Linked DNA regions of Ovis aries: region 2 is linked to region 1. A link is a contact called in public Hi-C data. All regions are on one chromosome and are shown on one strand. The core of a region is the stretch at or near the end of the contact, and the rest is flanking DNA. Distances in the headings are between cores, read along the strand shown. Region 1 overlaps TRMU (tRNA mitochondrial 2-thiouridylase). Region 2 holds the start of CELSR1 (cadherin EGF LAG seven-pass G-type receptor 1).

The links. A called contact is a pair of places that touch in the nucleus more often than the background predicts.
Region 2: a contact with region 1 is called in a Hi-C map of tail adipose tissue, with 10 times the contacts expected there. The contact joins the promoter of CELSR1 here to the enhancer-like site in region 1. A contact is called at or near these places in 10 of 16 Hi-C or Micro-C datasets (hypothalamus, liver, mixed tissues and 5 more).

Annotation. Positions count from the first base shown.
Region 1 is chr3:222,552,470-222,556,027 of ARS-UI_Ramb_v3.0, reverse strand. TRMU (tRNA mitochondrial 2-thiouridylase) reads right to left here. Exons shown (of 11, transcript XM_027968216.3): 11 at 3,496-3,558. Among named protein-coding and RNA genes, the nearest start is that of TRMU, 16 kb to the right of the region's middle. Within about 2 kb of position 2,262, at least 4 of the 54 cell types and tissues checked have an H3K27ac peak or open chromatin away from gene starts, as enhancers often do.
Region 2 is chr3:222,702,736-222,706,501 of ARS-UI_Ramb_v3.0, reverse strand. It overlaps CELSR1 (cadherin EGF LAG seven-pass G-type receptor 1), which reads left to right and starts at 1,789. Exons shown (of 35, transcript XM_042247887.1): 1 at 1,789-3,766. The coding sequence starts at 1,789.

The DNA.
Region 1 (3,558 bases), core at 1,013-3,512:
GAGTCAGACACGACTTAAGCAACTAAACCTAAATCAAAACCATATACATAGATTGTACCTTTTATTTTAAACCAAATTAATGTTGACTACCATTTTACTACTATTTAAAAATTTATATAATGCTATGTTGGTTTTTGCCATACAGCAACGTGAGTCAGCCGTAAGTATATATAAATCCCTTTCCCCTTGGGACTCCCTCCCGCCCTCCTTCCCATCCTACCCCTTAGTGAACCACTTTCAAGTTCACTGATTCCTTCTTCTTTAATATCCATTCTGTTATGAAGGCCATCCAGTGATTTTTTTAAATTTCAAATATTGTAAGTTTAAGTTCTAAAATTTCCACATGGCTCCTTTTTATAATTTTTATTTCTCTACTAAAAACGTCTAATTTTCCATGAATTTCAGAAGTGTTTACCTTTACGTCATAGAGCATGGTTGTAACTTTAAATTCTTTGATAATTTGGACATCTGGGGGCCCCAAATCTGTTTTCTTTCCCCTTGGGGTTTTCCTGGTTCTCTGTAAACTGGCTAATTCCACACTGAATCCTCGACACCCAATGTTACGTCACAGGCCTCTGGGTCCTGTTAAGATCCTCTGGCAGATGTTGGTTTTGTTTGTTTTAGGAGGCAGTCAACCCAGTGAGGCTCAGACCACAGCCCTGCCTCCCTCTGCGGCTGCTGCCGTGCGGCCCTGGGCCCGCCCTGCACACGTGGTGCACAGTCAGCCTGGGACCCGGGGTGCTTTGCGGCCCATCTGCTCTCGGAGCCTTTCATACGCTGCTTGGGGCCTGCTCCAACTGGGGCGAGCCAGCGCCTGTCAGCGTACGTGGAGCAAGGGGTCCGCTCTGCCCACGCTCTGCTCTCTGGGTTCGCCTTACGTGCGCTTACTCCCGGGGCCCCTTCCTTGGTTTCTCTGCCCAGAAAGATGGGTTGCCCCCAGGGTCCTAGCCGCCTGCACTGCCACGCTTCCACCCAAGTGGGGCCACCTTTGGGGAAAACCTGTGGAGCAAAGAGAAACAGCAGGGACCCCACGATCTCAGCCCACAGGGCCCCTCTTCCCAGGCCTCCGGGAGTCTTCGCCCCGGTGCTGGCCACACAACTCCAGAGGTCGGGCCACCCTTGGGTCAGGTCTGGGAGGAGAAAGAGGAAAGACGCCCAGAAACGCCCTCCCCCTAGGCCTCTCTTCCGGCCTCATCTCGAGTCCACCACGGACAGTTGCCTCTCAGAGAGCTCAGGCCTGAGAGCAACAGACGCGCTCGTCAGCCCAGAAGCCTCCTGTGGGAGCGCATTTCAGAAGGCGAGCAGCCCCTGGGGAGAGGCGAGCAGCCCCTGGGGAGAGGCGAGCAGGTGTGTCTGCTGGGCTTGGGTGTCCTCCCGTGGACAGAATGACTGCCCTCCACACCAACCCCAGCCACAGCTGCTCCGGGACCCATACCTCAAGACAAAATCACTGAACAGACGTGAACGCTGAACCTCGTCCAGGCCACGGAAACACTGAACAGTAGTGACTGGCCCTTACGTTGCAGCTGGTGCCTCGCCCCAGCCACCCTTCCTGCAGACACTGAAGGTGCTGGGAAGTCTGGGCCTCGTGAAGGCCTCCCTGGACATGGACAAGATGCCGCTAGAGCCCCAGGGCTGCGGGCAGAAGACGGGCCCCAGGGGCTGACCCTGACACGGACTTGAGCCTCCCAGGAGCGGAGCACAGGCCAGGCTCGGGGGTCTGTCTCGCCAAGGTGACTCTGAAGTGACAGGGGCGGGGGGGGGGGGGGGGGGGGGGGGGCAACCCTTCATCTGCATCAAGAGACGGGGGTCGGTGTGTAAAAGCAGCGGCCCGGGCCCTCCCTCAGGATGCCCAGTGTGGGGTGACCGTGGCCTGGAGGCCGGGCACCAGTGGGGAAGAAGGCAGGGAAGCCCATCCCCTACCAGCCCCAGCCCCTCTGAAGGTCATGGGTCAGCTGAGTCAGAGGCATTGCCCAGGAGCCTCCCAGGGTCAGTCAGTGGCCTGGAGGACTCAGGGGCAGGCTGTGCCCAGGAGAAGGTGGCACTGTGGGCCTGGAGGACTTGGGGGGGGGGCAGGCTGTGCCCAGAAGGTGGCACTGCGGGCCTGGAGGGCTCGAGGTGGGGGGTCAGGCTGTGCCCAGGAGAAGGTGGCACTGCGGGCCTGGAGGACTCGGGGGCAGGCTGTGCCCAGGAGGTGGCACTGTGGGCCTGGAGGACTTGGGGGGGGCAGGCTGTGCCCAGAAGGTGGCACTGTGGGCCTGGAGGGCTTGGAGGGGGGCAGGCTGTGCCCAGGAGAAGGTGGCACTGCAGGCCTCTAGGCTCCCACGGGTACTGCTGAGCCAGGGGTAGCGGCAGGTTTGTGATCCTCCTCCCGCCTCCACTGGCCAACCTGGCTGGAGGCCTGGCATCGGGCCAGCAGGACAGGCAGAGCCATCTGGAGGCTAGAAGGGCAGCCTCTCCTCTGCTGGTCCATGACCCTGCCGCTGGCCCCCTCCAGCCACCATTCCTCCCACCCTGGAGGCTCCCCAGACAGCGAAAGCCCCAGCCCAAGGCAGTGGACCCCAGGGAGCCCAAGCCCAGGGGGTCTCCATGCTGCCCCTGGAGCTGGCAGAACACAAGTGGTGTCTCAGCCCTGGCCTCCCAGCGGGGCTGAAGGTGCCCAAGGGCGCTGCTGGCCTCTCTGCCCACCCGCCAGCCCAGCACAACGCGGAGAGCGGCTGTAGGTCTGCCTCCGCGCTGGGCTGAGCAGAGCCTCTCTGGCCAAGCCTGGCTGGAGGGCCCCTGGTCTTGGAAGCCACGCAGTGTAGTGGGAGGTGCCAGCCGTGTCCCCTGCCCCACCCTGGGGACGTGCCCTGCTGGGGGCCTGGAACCGGGGGAGGGGGACACGGGGGGCTGCAGCTCTACCGACGGAGCAGCACAGAGAGAACACCCTGGGGCGGCTGGGGCCCACAGTCCCTACGGAGCTGTGGCCTTCTCCCTGCCTGTGAGCGCACCGTCCCGTCCGAGGCCGGACCCTGGTCTGACACGTGGCCCGGGCAGCTGAGAGAGGACTCCCGCGTCAGTGAGCCTCCAGCTCGGGGGCGTCCTGTCACGGCAGCCTGAACGGACCAAGGCGAGCGCACCCGCCAACCGTCTCACGGTGAACCCGCCCAGGGGCCCAGGCCCCGTTTTCTGGTGTGACTGGCCAGGGCGCGGAGCACTCTGGTGGGGTGATGGGGGGTTCTGTGCAGCTGCCTGGACTTGGGACAGGGCCGCACTCAGAGGGGCCTCAAGCCTGCAGCCCTCCCCGGCAGACACCCTGCAGGCTGGGACTCGGCTCAAGGCTGCTCACGGGGCCCTGCCACAGGGGAGGGCGGGCACAGGCACGAACGGAGAGAGAGAAGCGGGGCCCGTCCCCTCCGTGCTGCCCCCCGCCTGGCCACACACCCCCCGTGCCCTGGAGCCCCGAGACAGCCCCCTGGGCCCCGCCCCCCAAAGGCACCATCAGAACCTACGTCCCGGGCAGAGTTTTTATTGGATGCTGCCTCTTCTGGGGTGTGAGGAAGGAACCCTACAAAC
Region 2 (3,766 bases), core at 540-3,039, 150 kb before region 1:
CTTCAGTCCAAGCACACTGTATTCAGTAACTTTCAGCCATATCGGTTGTTTATTTATTTTTGTGCCCCAGCTCCACAGCTATCGGCGCTCAGCTCGGAAATGCCGCCCTGGTCCCAAAACTCCATTCTAGAGACAGGACAAGTGGGTGACGACTCTCACCCCTACGGCTGTCTGGAGGGGTGGGGGGGTTACAAGGGGGGGGACTCCTTCCGGATCCCCCGGACCGCTGGAAGGCGAGGAGCTAGAGTGGGTTCTGGGACCCAAAGCTTCGCGGACAAGTGCATCTCCCATCAGGAGGGCCCACAGCCCTAAAGCCCCGCGGGACGGGGAGGGTGTCTCACACCCCGAGCCCCGAGCCCGCAGGCTGTGCCCCGCAGGAAGTGAGGCAGGTGTCAGTTCGTTCTAAAGCACCCCCTCCCCATCTGCACCCCGTAGGAGGCGGCAGTGTGTCTCAACCCTAAAACTCCCTTCCCGGGCTGTTCCCCGCAGGAGATGGGGTAAGCCCGGAGACCGGCCGCTGTCGTAGGGTTCTGAGTGCCCCCCGCCCGCGACGGCTTCCTGCCCCCCGGGCCTGCGCTCGGGGCCCCTGAGCTGCGGCCGCAGCCTAGGGGCCTCGGGGCCTGAGCGCGCGGCCGCGAACTGTGCGCTCCAGCCAGTCGCACTCGCGGGAGACGAGCTCGCCTCCGCCGACTCCAACTCCGATCCCAAGTGTCAACTCGGACTGCTTTTCTTTTACTTTCAAAGTTCCCTTTTAAACCCAAAGGACCCTATTCTGGGTTAGTCGCCTATACAGTTTCAAAGTCCAGGAAAATTTCTCCGGGTTAAGCACTTTAGCCTCGGGCATATGGCTGTAAATCTGTATCCGCCCCCCACCCCCTACCCCGGCAGCAGCCGCTGCTGGAGAGCTGCCCCCTCCCGGGAGCCTCCGCACCCTTCACTCTCCCCGGTCGGTCCAGCCCGGATGGCGGTCTCCACGGATCAGCGTTGCCGGGGTGGGGTGGGGGCTTCGGTTGCGCTCAGTCCCCGGAGAGTGGAGCCACCACCGCACTGGTGGCCACGGCACCAGCTCCCCGCGCCCCCCCGCCCCACGCCGCTCCGCCCGCCTTTCCCGGCCCGACTTCTTCGGCCCTGCCCCCAAGGGAGGCCGGGTGGGGAGGCCGCTGGAGAGTGGGCCCTGCCCGCAGCCCCCGCCGCCGCTGCGCCCCCGCGTCTCCATAGCGATCCTCCCGGCGCGCACCTCCGGGCCGGCTCCCCCAGGGGCCGAACAATACGCGGCGGGGCCGGGGGCGGGGCCGGGCCGGGCCAGGGGCGGGGAGAGCGCGGGCGCTGGGGGCGCTGGCCGAGCGCACCGCCCAGGCAGCAGCCGGCCGCTGGGGTCTCGGCCGCGCGGTGCGGCCGGTCCCGCTCCGGGAGCGCAGCCCTCGTCCCGCCGCGGGCCCGCCCCGCTTCCCACGCCGCCCTGTCGGGCCCGCGCAGGAGCCACCTGGAGCCACCCAGATCCGCCGCCACCGCAGGTTGATGCGCGACGCCCTCCCGGGACGCGCGGAGGAGCCATCTTGAAACCAACTTCGCAAACTTTCGCAAAGTGCTCTTGAAGTGGAAGCTGCGGGGGAGACCGGGAGCCCGGCCCCCGGTGTCCCCTCCAGGGCCCCCGGGGAGGCGGGGCGCGAGCCGCCCCGAGGGCCCGGCACCGGGCGCGCGGGAGCCGCCCCCCGGCCGCGCCGGGTGGATGCGGAGCCGCGCCGGGTGCATGGATTGTGCTCGGGCGCCCGGCTCGGGCTCCGGGCCATGGCGCCGCCGCCGCCGCCCGCGCTGCCCGCGCTGCTGCTGCTGGCTGCGGCCGCCGCCCTACCGGCGCTGGGGCTCCGAGCGGCCGCCTGGGAGCTGCGAGTGCCCGGCGGTGCCCGCGCTTTCGCCCTCGGGCCCGGCTGGACCTATGCGCTGGATGCGGCGCACACGCCCCGGGCGCTGCGGGAACTGCTGGACTTGAGCCGCGACGGCCGGCTGGTCGGGCGGCGGCGCGGACCCGGCGCGGGTCTCCCGGGCTGCGCGCGCCTGGGGGGACGTCCGCTGCCACTGCAGGTCCGCCTGGCTGACCGCAGCGCCCAGGCGGCGCTGAGCCTCCGCCTGCGGGCACACGCGCACGGTCCCGGTTGCGGCGCCCGGCCCCGGGGCCGACGGGCTCTCGGCGCCGAGCTGCGCGCGCGGGCTGTGCTAGCGGTGCCTGGCCCCGGCGCGATGCTGTGCTTCCCAGCCCCTGGCGGCGGCGGGGCCACGCTGCACTCGGCACTGGCCGCCTTGACCACGTTCCCCGCCTGCAGCTGCCCGCCGCGCCCCGGTTCCCGCTGCCCACGCCGCCCTGTCTGCTTGCCGCCCGGGGGCTCGGCCCGCCTGCTCCTGCTCTGTGCCCTGCGGCGCGCAGCAGGCACCGTCCGGGTGGAGCTGGCGCTGGAGGCGGCCTCGGGGACGCCTTCCCCATTGCCGTCGCAGTCGCCGCCGCCGCCAGGCCTGCCTCAGGCCGGGGCGGGGGCGGCGCGGCGGGCCCGGCGGGGCGCTGGCGGCAGCACTACCCCGCAGTTCCAGCTGCCCAGCTACCAGGTGTCGGTGCCCGAGAACGAGCCCGCCGGCACCGCGGTCATCGAGCTGCGAGCGCACGATCCCGACGAGGGCGAGGCGGGGCGCCTCGGCTACCAGATGGAGGCGCTGTTTGATGAGCGCTCCAATGGCTACTTCCTCATCGACGCGGACACGGGCTTGGTGAGCACCGCCCGCCCGCTGGACCGCGAGACCAAGGACACGCACGTACTCAAGGTAAGTGCGGTGGACCACGGCTCGCCGCGGCGCTCGGCCGCCACCTACCTCACCGTCACGGTCAGCGACACCAACGACCACAGCCCCGTCTTCGAGCAGTCGGAGTACCGCGAGCGCGTGCGCGAGAACCTCGAGGTGGGCTACGAAGTGCTGACCATCCGCGCCACCGACGGTGACGCGCCCTCCAACGCCAACATGCGCTACCGCCTGCTGGAGGGCGCGCGCGGCATCTTCGAGATCGACGAGCGCTCGGGCGTGGTGCGCACGCGGGCCGTGGTGGACCGGGAGGAGGAGGCCAGCTACCAGCTGCTGGTGGAGGCCAACGACCAGGGCCGCAACCCGGGCCCGCTCAGCGCCACCGCCACCGTGCACATCGTGGTGGAGGACGAGAACGACAACTACCCCCAGTTCAGCGAGAAGCGCTACGTGGTCCAGGTGCCGGAGGACGTGGCCGTCAACACGCCGGTGCTGCGAGTGCAGGCCACGGACCGCGACCAGGGCCAGAACGCTGCCATCCACTACAGCATCGTCAGCGGGAACCTGAAGGGGCAGTTCTACCTACACTCGCTCAGCGGCAGCCTGGACGTGATCAACCCGCTGGACTTCGAGACCATCCGAGAGTACACTCTGCGCATCAAGGCCCAGGATGGGGGCCGGCCGCCGCTCATCAACTCCTCGGGGCTGGTCTCGGTGCAGGTGCTGGACGTTAATGACAATGCCCCCATTTTTGTGAGCAGCCCCTTTCAGGCAGCCGTGCTGGAGAACGTGCCCCTGGGCCACTCGGTCCTGCACATCCAGGCGGTGGACGCTGATGCGGGGGAGAACGCACGCCTGCGCTACCGCCTGGTGGACACCGCCTCGGCCTCCGTGGGGGGTGGCGGTTCTGGGCCCGCAGCCCCGGCTCCGGCCGCGGACTTTCCTTTCCAGATCCACAACAGCTCGGGCTGGATCACCG